Linked DNA regions of Pan troglodytes: region 2 is linked to region 1. Evidence: chromatin contacts called from public HiChIP or PLAC-seq data. All regions are on one chromosome and are shown on one strand. The core of a region is the stretch at or near the end of the contact, and the rest is flanking DNA. Distances in the headings are between cores, read along the strand shown. Region 1 holds the start of SOAT1 (sterol O-acyltransferase 1). Region 2 holds the start of TOR3A (torsin family 3 member A).

Region 1 (4,905 bases), core at 629-3,128:
AGACAGAGTCCCACTGTGTCGATCAGGCTGCAGTGCAGTGGCATGATTTTTTGGCTCACTGCATCCTCCGTCCCTCACCCCCCATCCCCCACCACAAGCAATCCTCTCATCTCAGCCTCCCGAGTAGCTGGGACCATAGGGGCCTGCCACAATTCCCAGCAAATTTTGTTGTCATTGTTGTTGTTGTTGTTTTTTTTTTTAAATTCTGTAGAGAGGGAGTCTCACTATGTTACTCAGGCTGGTCTTGGACTCCTGGCCTCAAAGTGATCCTCCTGCCTCAGCCTCCCAAAGTGCTGGGATTATAGGCTTGAGCCACCTGTTTGTTTCCTTTCATACCTAGTCCTGCAGAACATAAGCCTCTAAGTGCAGGGGCTTCTTCTGTTTATTCACCACTGTATTTCTAGCACCAAGAATACTATCAATATTTTTTGAATGAATGAATCGAACAGTGAAAAGGCCAGTCATCTTGGTGTATATAGAAGGTAGCCAACAGAGACCCAATAGAAATGAGTGCCTATGTTCCTACTGCTCTATAACTAGTGGGAGTGGGGAGGGGAAGCAGCTGGGGGTCTACCAGACCCTGTCACCAACTAGTCAGCACACGTGGCAATCACAGTTGTAGAAGAGGCCAAACGGAGCAGATCTGCCAATGACAGCCAGTACTAAACTCGACTGGATGCTGAGGGCCATTTCTGCTTTGAGTGAACAGTGCAGCCTGCTGGGTGGCCAAGGGAACGTGTACAAATCCACTTTGTTTAAAGGACCACAGAGAGTAGTCAGTTCTGCTAAACCTCATCTATTTGTTCAGGGATTTTTGTCCTGGGGAGGAGTGGGGAAGAAGCGATTAGTCAGGCCAGGCTAGCTGGTATTAGTTTGCAGGCTGTGAGTGCGACTCTTCAGTCTCTGCTCCTCTCATCATTGCCTTTTCACCTACTTTTACCCTAAATTCACATACACCTCTGCCTTCACAAATTCCAAGCGATTAACTGTTGTATTTAATCTCTGTCCCAAATCTCTCTGCATCATTCTTCTTTTGATTATGAAGTCACGAGGGCCCTTTGTTTATTTTATTTTTAAAACTTTTTTTGAAAAGGAGTTTAGCTCTTATTGCCCAGGCTGGAGTGCAATGGCACAATCTAGGCTCACTGCAACCTCTGGCTTCCGGGTTCAAGCAATCCTCCTGCCTCAGCCTCCCGAATAGCTGGGATTACAGGCGCGCGCCACCACGCCCGGCTAATTTTTTGTATTTAGTAGAGACGGGGTTTCACCATGTTGGTCAGGCTGGTCTCGATCCTAACCTCAGGTGACCCAGCCACCTCGGTCTCCCAAAGTGGTGGGATTACAGGCGTGAGCCACCGCACCTGGCCTCAAGGGCCCTTAAATATTACTTAGTTGTTCCATTATTTTGTGTGTTTTATTATTTGGTGCAGGTTTTTTCCCCTTATCTAGTTTGAATGTTGCTGAAGGACGCTGGTTTTCAAACGGTAAGGAATCTCCTGATAAAGGCACGAATCTTGGTGTGCAGATAAGCCAGCGATTCTTGCTTCTGGCTAGTTCTACGTTGTTCCTGGATGGTCAGTTCAAACTGCAATGATCCACAGCTCCAGAAGCGGCTTCTTCCAGTCGGCCTAGGAGCCAAACGCCCCTGCAGCTCCATGCTACCACGCAGGGTGCCGTTTCGGGCTTGCAGGGAGTTGTCGCAGTCCCGTTTTGGCTGCACATTCTACTGCTGGGGTGGAAGTGTCAAGCAAGATGTTGTCGCCGGTATCATGATGTCCGGGTGAGAAGCTTCCTTGGCAGGTTGCCAGGGCCAGCCTGCGAGCACTGGCGCCGGGGACCCGCGCGCCCGGGAAGGGGCGGGGAGGTGGGCGGAGCCTGGCAACCTGGGGACCACCAATAGGATGCTCAGCCGGAGGTGGCCCTGCGCGTGACGCAGCGGTGCTCGGAGGCAGGGGGCGTAGGGGCCGGGCTGTCCGGCGCTTTAGCTTAGCAGGCGACGTTGCGGGCCCTGGGCGCCAGGAGAGCTTCCCGGAGTCGACCTTCCTGCTGGCTGCTCTGTGACCGCTTCCCGGCTCTGCCCTCTTGGCCGAAGTGCCCGCTGCCGGGCGCGGGCCTCAGGTAACGGTGGTGCTCCCGCGCCTCTCCTCGCTTCCCGCTTGGGTCCACCGGCCTCAGCCCGCGGGGAAGGGAGAAGCGGTGGCGGCAGCAGCTCCGGCCCGGCCTTGTCCTGGGCTGTGCTGCGGAGAAGGCGAGGCTCGGCGACTGCAGGGGAGTTGGGGAGGGGAGGGCGGCAAAGTTACCGTCAGGCGCCCGGGTCACGGGCAGCCTTTTAAACCCTGCAGGCTGGTTTGGTGTTCCGCAAATCTCGTGGCATCTCTCAAGTCAGTAGTAAAGAAAGTTAGGAATTAGAAGACGTTTTATTCTTTAAAAAGCGAAACCAAAAATGCACTCAGGAAGTCAGCTTTTTAATGATTTAGAGAAAATGTGTGAAGGGAAGGATGGTATTAGCAAGACATGAAAATCTGTAGGGGCACCAGAACCTTTAATCAAGCTCATGTTTTATTGTAAAATATTAGGATGTAGGTAAGTTTCTGTTTTCCCTAAGTGTTAATGGTCATGTAATTTAAATAATATGTATATTGAAAGGTTATTTCTAAGTGAGAAACAACTATATAAACTTTATTCTCCGTATATATATTTAGGTTAAGTTCGTCGGTCACTTTTGTTTGTTTGTTTGAGACGGAGTCTCGCTGTGTCGCAAGGCTGGAGTGCAGTGGCGCAATCTCGGCTCACTGCAACCTCTGCCTCCCGGGTTCAAGCGATTCTCGTGCCTCAGCCTCCCGAGTAGCTGGGATTACAGGCGTGCGCCACCACGCCCAGGTAATTTTTGTAGTTTTAGTAGAGACGGGGTTTCACCATGTTGGACCAGGTTGGTCTCAAACTCCTGACCTCAAGTGATCCGCCCGCTTCGGCCTCCCAAAGTGCTGGGATTACAGGCGTGAGCCACCGCGCCTGGCCTGTTGGTCACTTTTTAATATTTAAGTGGCTGCCACCTGTTTAAACCACTTTTTTCTTTTTTTCAGCCTGCTTGGTTTCCTCTTCCTTGAAGTAGAATTCAATTTGAAGCTTTTTTTTTTTTTTTCTTTTTAAAAGTTGGGCGGTGTCAGTGAATGACTTGTTAAGGAAGTCTGTGCGTTGTCTGGGTGTGAGAATGGGTTTTGGAAGGAGCTCTGTGGCACTGAATTATCGTTTAGAAATGCACGTGTTTTAGTGAATCACATGCTTAGAATGCATCTGAGGTTTCGCAGTCTTTTAGGATAAAGACCTACTGAGTGAGCACACTCTATCTCTGGTTCATTTGGCCCACTTTCCTTCTGGCTTTCCAGGTTCATGCCACACTGGCTTTATTTTTGTTACTGGAAAGCTTTATTTTCTTTCCTATCTCTTGGCTTTTAGGAGTTTCCTCCACCTCTAATGCTGTATTCTCTCCCTCCCTCCAACTCTTATACCTGCCTCAGATATCAGCCCACATATCACTTCCTCTGGAAATCACCCCATCCCCATTAAGCCCTCCATGAACTCTTTATTCTCCTTAGCAGAAGTTGATCATTAATTGTAATGAATTAGTTGCTTTGTTTCCTCTGCTAGTGCATTTCATGAAGGCTGGTTTAGCCTATCTTACCTCTTAATTTTCAGGGTCTGGTCCAGCACTTGGCCCAGAGAAAGAATGAATAAGTTGGTGGACAGAGGAAGGAACTTTTGAATGAGAAATACAGTGATCCCCACTTAACTGCTTTCTGTAGTTTCAGCTACCTGAGGTGCGAAACAGAGTACAATAAGACATTTCGAGAGATACCATGTTCAAGTGAATTTTACTACAATATATTGTTAATCTCTTACTGTGCCTAACTTTTTGAAACTTTGCCTCCCAGGTTCAAGGGATATTCATGCCCCAGCCTCCCAAGTATCTGGGATTACAGGCGTGTCCCAGTACGCCCGGCTAATTTTTTTTTTTTTTGAGATGGAGTTTGGCACTTGTTGCCCAGGCTGGAATGGCACGATCTCGGCTCACCGCAACCTCCACCTCCCGGGTTCAAGCGATTCTCCTGCCTCAGCCTCCCAAGTAGCTGGGATTACGGGCATGTGCTACCACGCCCGGCTAATTTTTTTTTTTTTTTTTTTTTTTTTTTAGTAAAGACTGATCAGATCTTACTGGTCAGGCTGGTCTCGAACTTCCAACCTCAGGTGATCCGCCCGCCTCAGCCTCCCAAAGTGCTGGGATTACAGGCGTGAGCCACCGCGCCCAGCTCGCCCGGCTAATTTTTGTATTTTTAGTAGAGACAGGGAGGGTTTCACTATGTTGGCCAGACTGGTCTCAAACTCCTGATCTCAGATGATCCGTCTGCCTCGGCCTCCCAAAGAGGTGGGATTACAGGCGTGAGCCACTGTGCCCAGCCTGTAAATGAAACTTTATAATAGGTATGTATAGGAAAAAACAACGTGTATTGGGTTCACTGTTATTCACAGTTCTAGGCATCCACTGGGAGTCTTGGACCGTATCCCCCATGGATATGGGAGAACTACTGTATTAACCAGGGAAGAGTCCCTTTTTCCTATGGGAAAAAGTTTTTAACAAAGACCAGCCAAGTTCCATTTTTCTAAGAGGATGGCTTTGTTTTGCATTTTTTTGCCACATTGGTTAATAAGAGATTATACTAACCATACAGATGTAAATGAGAATTTGTTCTTGTTCTTTAGTTTTGCTAATTACTTAAAGACCTAGTTCTGTGATATGTAAAAGTTGTAGTGTTGTGTTAGGGCCAACCTTTGGATGCCAGAGGGAAATTTTTTTTGCTCTGGATTGTAAATTCTATCCACAGTTGTGTCCCCTTTCCACCACTGAAT
Region 2 (4,905 bases), core at 714-3,213, 210 kb before region 1:
ACTGCAACCTCCGCTTCCCAGGTTCAAGCAATTCGCCTGCCTCAGCCTCCCGAGTAGCCAGGACTACAGGCGCATGCCACCACGCCCGGCTAATTTTTGTATTTTTAGTAGAGACGGGGTTTCTCCATATTGGCCAGGCTGATTGGTCTCAAACACTTGACCTCAAGTGATCCACCCGCCTTGGCCTCCCAAAATGCTGGGATTACAGGCGTGAGCCACCGTCCCAGGCGGAGACTTGCTTTTGACCCAGTGTTTCCAAGGCAGATGGTTCTGACTGCCTTCAGTGGGGTTGGGAAGATGTCTGTTGTAAAGCTAGGTCATACTCAGATGACATCAATAAAGGTGTTGTGTGCCAATTTTGCCTTAGGCTTTTTTTTTTTTTTTGGTTTGACAGTCTTGCTCTGACGCAGGCTGGAGTACAATGGCACAATCATCGCTCATTGGCAGCCTCGAACTCCTGAGCTCAAGTGATCCTCCTCCCTCAGCCTCTCAAGTAGCTAGGATTATAGGCGCGCACCACCACACGCAGCTTATTTTTTATTTTTATTTTTGGTAGAGACAAGGGGTCTAGCCTTATTGCCCAGGCTGGTCTGAAACTCTGGCTTCAAGCGACCCTCCTGCCTCAGCCTCCCAAAGTGCTGAGATTACAGGCATGAGCCACGGCTCCCTGCACAGAAAGACCTTCTTAAAGTGCAGGTTTTGATTCAGTATGTCTGGGGCCTGAGATTCTGCATTTCTAACAAGCTCCTGGGTGATGCCAGTGGTGGGGTTCTGGAACCGCCCTTGAGTAGCACCGTAATGCTTGCTAAAGAATCATAGTTGTCTGTAGTTTTCCCAGCAGCCTCTAGATGTCCCCGTCATCCATGAGATACTGCTTCCAGACCTTTAAACCGAGCACAGCCTCCAAGGCCTGAGACCGAAAGGAGTATTTATTGAAATACTCAAGAGACCTATCTAGAAACTGGTGTTTGGATTTATTGTTTCTACACGGGACTGACTCTTTGGTGAAAAAGTGTTTACGTCTTTTTTTTTTTTTTTTTTTTTTTTTTGGAAAAAAACGGCCAGGCGCAGTGGCTCACGCCTGTAATCCCAACACTTTGGGAGGCTAAGGCAGGCAGGCAGATCACCTGAGGCCAGGAGTTCGAGACCAGCCTGGCCAACATGGCGAAACCCCGTCTCTAAAAATACAAAAAAAAAAAAAAAAAAGCGGGGGCGTGGTGGTGAACGCCTGTAATCCCAGCTACTTGGGAGGCTGAGGGGGAAGAATCGCTTGAACCCGGGAGGCAGAGGTTGCAGTGAGCCGAGATTGCACCACTGCACTCCAGCCTGGGCGACAGAGCAAGACTCCGTCTCTAAATAAATAAATAAATAATAAAAATGTCTTGAAATCAAGTTGATTGTCGAAGAACTTCCCAGCTAACCTACTTTATTTGCCATGGGATGCTAAATCCAAGTCAGAACATCTCAGAAATGAGCAGGTAGCCCTACATAAAAGTTCCAAGTAGAGATAATTCTTTCCACAACATCTTAAAACTTGGATTGTTTTAATAAACTATTGTTACTATTAATTTTTTCACCATAAATTCACTTATAAACCACCAGTATTAACTAAGGCCATCCTTGCCTCCTGTGTAGACCACCCAGAGCCTCCTCCATGGCTGGGTAGATACAGAAATAAAACTGGCCACGTATTGAGTGTTGTTGATGTGCTCATTGAATGAGCTCATTTAATCTTCACAGCAGCCCTATGAGGGGACTATTTTATTATCCCTTTTTATAGGTGAGGAAACAGGCATGGGACGGTTCAGTAACACCCATGGTTGCACAAATAGAAAATGGTAATCACTATATTAGACTGCCATTCAGACTCAAACGACATTTGTTGAGTGAGTTAATTTTTTTTCTTTTCTCTTCTTTTTTTTTTTTTTTTTTTTTTTTTTTTTTTTTTTTTTTTTTTGAGATGGAGCCCTGCTCTGTCACCCAGGCTGGAGTGCAGTGGCACCATCTTGGCTCACTGCAACCTCCGCCCCCTGGGTTCAAGCCATTCTCCTGCCTCAGCCTCCTGAGTAGCTGGGATTACAGACGCGCACCATCACACTCGGCTAATTTTTGGATTTTTAGTAGAGACTGGGTTTCACCATGTTGGCCAGGCTGGTCTCGAACTCCTGATCTCAGGTGATCCGCCCGCCTCGGCCTTCTAAAGTGCTAGGATTACAGGCGTGAGCCACCACACCCGGCCTAATTTTTTTTGGTTTTCCAATAAGCACTGTGGTGTATGTGCTGTTAACTGACTCCGGTGGACTCCGCAAGCTCGATGTACACAGTGCTGGGCTGGTGCCATGGCTGCTACTCTATGAAAAGTTTTTGACATCACACTGAATGGCTGAGACACTATAAACATTTTACTTTTCAACTCAACCTCGTGTCCTAGCAAAGATGCTTATCTAGTTTCTGTAGCTGTTCGAATGAAAGGCACAAATTTGGTGAGCTGCTGAGAATGGAGCAGACCTGGCACTGGGTGTGATCTAAGAGACTGGGGTGAACAGATGAATCAAGTTGCCTGTGACATTTGTGAGACACGGTGCTAGTATTCACCTTACTGTCTGGAGGGCCCAACCTCAAAGCCACTAAACATATGACATTAGCCAAGTCCTCTGATCTCTCTAGACAGCAGTTTTCTCCTAAGACAAGACGGCTTTTTGGCTTGGCTGAAGTAAGCCAGGTGATTTTAAACAATGCATTAAGCTCTTCTGAAATCTAACAGCCTTGTTCCATGCTCCTCGCTATAGAGAAGAGAGCGCTGAGGGAAAGAGGCCCTGTAGTCTTTTGCCAATGGTGTCGGATGGGCTGCTCAGTCCCAGCACTTGAAAGTTGCAAACCTAGTCAAGAAAGTGCACACAGTACTTCGGCTTTTTATGAGATATAATTACATTGACATGACGCCTTATGATTTACCCATGACTCGGGGGGTTTCCAAACTCCAAACACCTCCAGACTGGAGCCCATCAATCAGCTTCCTCTTGCTTTTCGTGGACTCCCACTGTGGAAACCTGCTGGTGTTTTGCTGCGGTTTCATTTCCCTCTGCGGAGGAGCCAGGGCAACCTTGCAGACAGGCACCTAGCTGTGCCCTTCTTTCCAGGGCCTCTTCTCCACTCAGCTGACTCCCCTGGCCTGCCTAACGCTCCTGACTGAGACGGTTTACCGGCTTCCTCTAACAGGTTGGCGGGAAGTTGATCTGCAAACGCGAGGCAAAGCAGGAGTGTCCTTATTCGGTAGGCCTCTGATGGGCCACCAGAGCCGTCCGAAAGTCCTAGCGGAGTGATTGACAGTGGCCATTTCAAAGCCTGAGTTCACCTTCTTTGCAACCACAATCACGACCCAGAATAAACTGCTTCCTGGAAGCCGGCTAGTTGCACCTGGCCTGAAGTCAGTCTCGGGACTGCCTCTCAGGACCCCAGACAGGGTTTCGGGTTCCCGCCTGGGTCACGTGTACGGAGGCTGCCAGTGCGCACTCAGCCCGGCCCGCCGGTCGCCACAGCAACACCAATCCCGGGTTCACGCCCGCCTAGGAAGTGCGGTCCCCGCCTGACCGCCCCGGGTTTAAGGGAGCCTGGCTAGGCCGGCAGCCGGAGGGTCCCGCAGCTCGGGGCCGGCCATGCTTCGCGGTCCGTGGTGCCAGCTTTGGCTCTTTCTCCTGCTGCTGCTCCCGGGCGCGCCTGAGCCCCGCGGCGCCTCCAGGCCGTGGGAGGGAACCGACCAGCCGGGCTCGGCCTGGGCCTGGCCGGGCTTCCAGCGCCTGCAGGAGCAGCTCAGGGCGGCGGGTGCCCTCTCCAAGCGGTACTGGACGCTCTTCAGCTGCCAGGTGTGGCCCGACGACTGTGACGAGGACGAGGAGGCAGCCACGGGGCCCCTGGGTAAGACCCCGTCCCCACGGCCCGCCGTTCGCTGCGGAGCAGAGTGCGATCCGGGCGCGGCTGTGGTCGCCTCGCTCCTGTCCGGGGCGACATCTGGGCCCGCAGTCCTGCTCTGCTCAGCCGCCGGTACCGGCTGTGGGCGGGGGCAGCCTCCGCGGAGCAGGGAGCCCCATCACCGCCCTTGCCCCACCCGCGTCCCCGGCGCACCCCCCTGGCGCCCGGCTTCCCGTCCCCCGCCTCCCCTGATCCCCGCGCTTTCCAGATTCTCTCGCACCGCCTGTGCCATCTCCCAGCCCACCCTGGAGTTATTCGAAGGTGTTGCTCTTGACAGCTCTAGGGAACGTCCGCTGTGGACATGCCTGGTGACTGCCGTCTCCCTTGCTGCTTTTGGACGCAGGGCTTGAGGACCGACAGTGGGCCGAGTCGGGGCTGGGAGTTGGAATCTGAGTTCTGGGTGTCCCTCTGTCCCTGACAAGTTGTGTGGCAAGGTTGCCGCATCACTGTCGAGCACCGGATGGTCTCCTCTCGGTCTCACAGCTCCTCCTTTTCCAGGCTGGCGCCTTCCTCTGTTGGGCCAGCGGTACCTGGATCTCCTGACCACGTGGTACTGCAGCTTCAAAGACTGCTGCCCTAGAGGGGATTGCAGAATCTCCAACAACTTTACAGGTTGGACCCCGCATGGCTTCAAGGGGCTAGGGATCTGTGGGGAGGGGAGGCAGTCCAGGGGAAATGGTTAGATGCAAGGGACCTTTCGTCATCCTGCCCAGCCTCCCGACAAGCAGGAACTGCCACAGTCTGACTGAAGTTTTGAGGGAGTACCAAATGCTTGAGTCAGGGAAGCCCCTTTTTAGCCTCTAGCTTAATAGCCCAGGCAAACTGAGCTGTTTGTCAGGCCCAGAGCACCTTGTTTCACTCTAAACAGAAACAGCTACCTCTCAGAGGGGGCTGGAACTATCCAGTGAGAGAACTGATCAGAAATTCTGGGTTGTG

The links. HiChIP or PLAC-seq counts read pairs in DNA pulled down with a chosen protein or histone mark.
Region 2: an H3K4me3 HiChIP or PLAC-seq map of stem cell-derived excitatory neurons shows a contact between it and region 1, with 6 times the contacts expected there. The contact joins the promoter of TOR3A here to the promoter of SOAT1 in region 1. A contact is called at or near these places in 2 of 7 Hi-C or Micro-C datasets (blood and stem cell-derived neural progenitor cells) and 1 of 1 datasets of contacts at active chromatin or transcription factors (stem cell-derived excitatory neurons).

What each region holds. Positions count from the first base shown.
Region 1 is chr1:69,823,753-69,828,657 of NHGRI_mPanTro3-v2.0_pri, reverse strand. SOAT1 (sterol O-acyltransferase 1) reads left to right here and starts at 1,878. Exons shown (of 16, transcript XM_514030.6): 1 at 1,878-2,118.
Region 2 is chr1:70,037,565-70,042,469 of NHGRI_mPanTro3-v2.0_pri, reverse strand. TOR3A (torsin family 3 member A) reads left to right here and starts at 1,963. Exons shown (of 6, transcript XM_514028.9): 1 at 1,963-3,915; 2 at 4,468-4,581. The coding sequence starts at 3,657.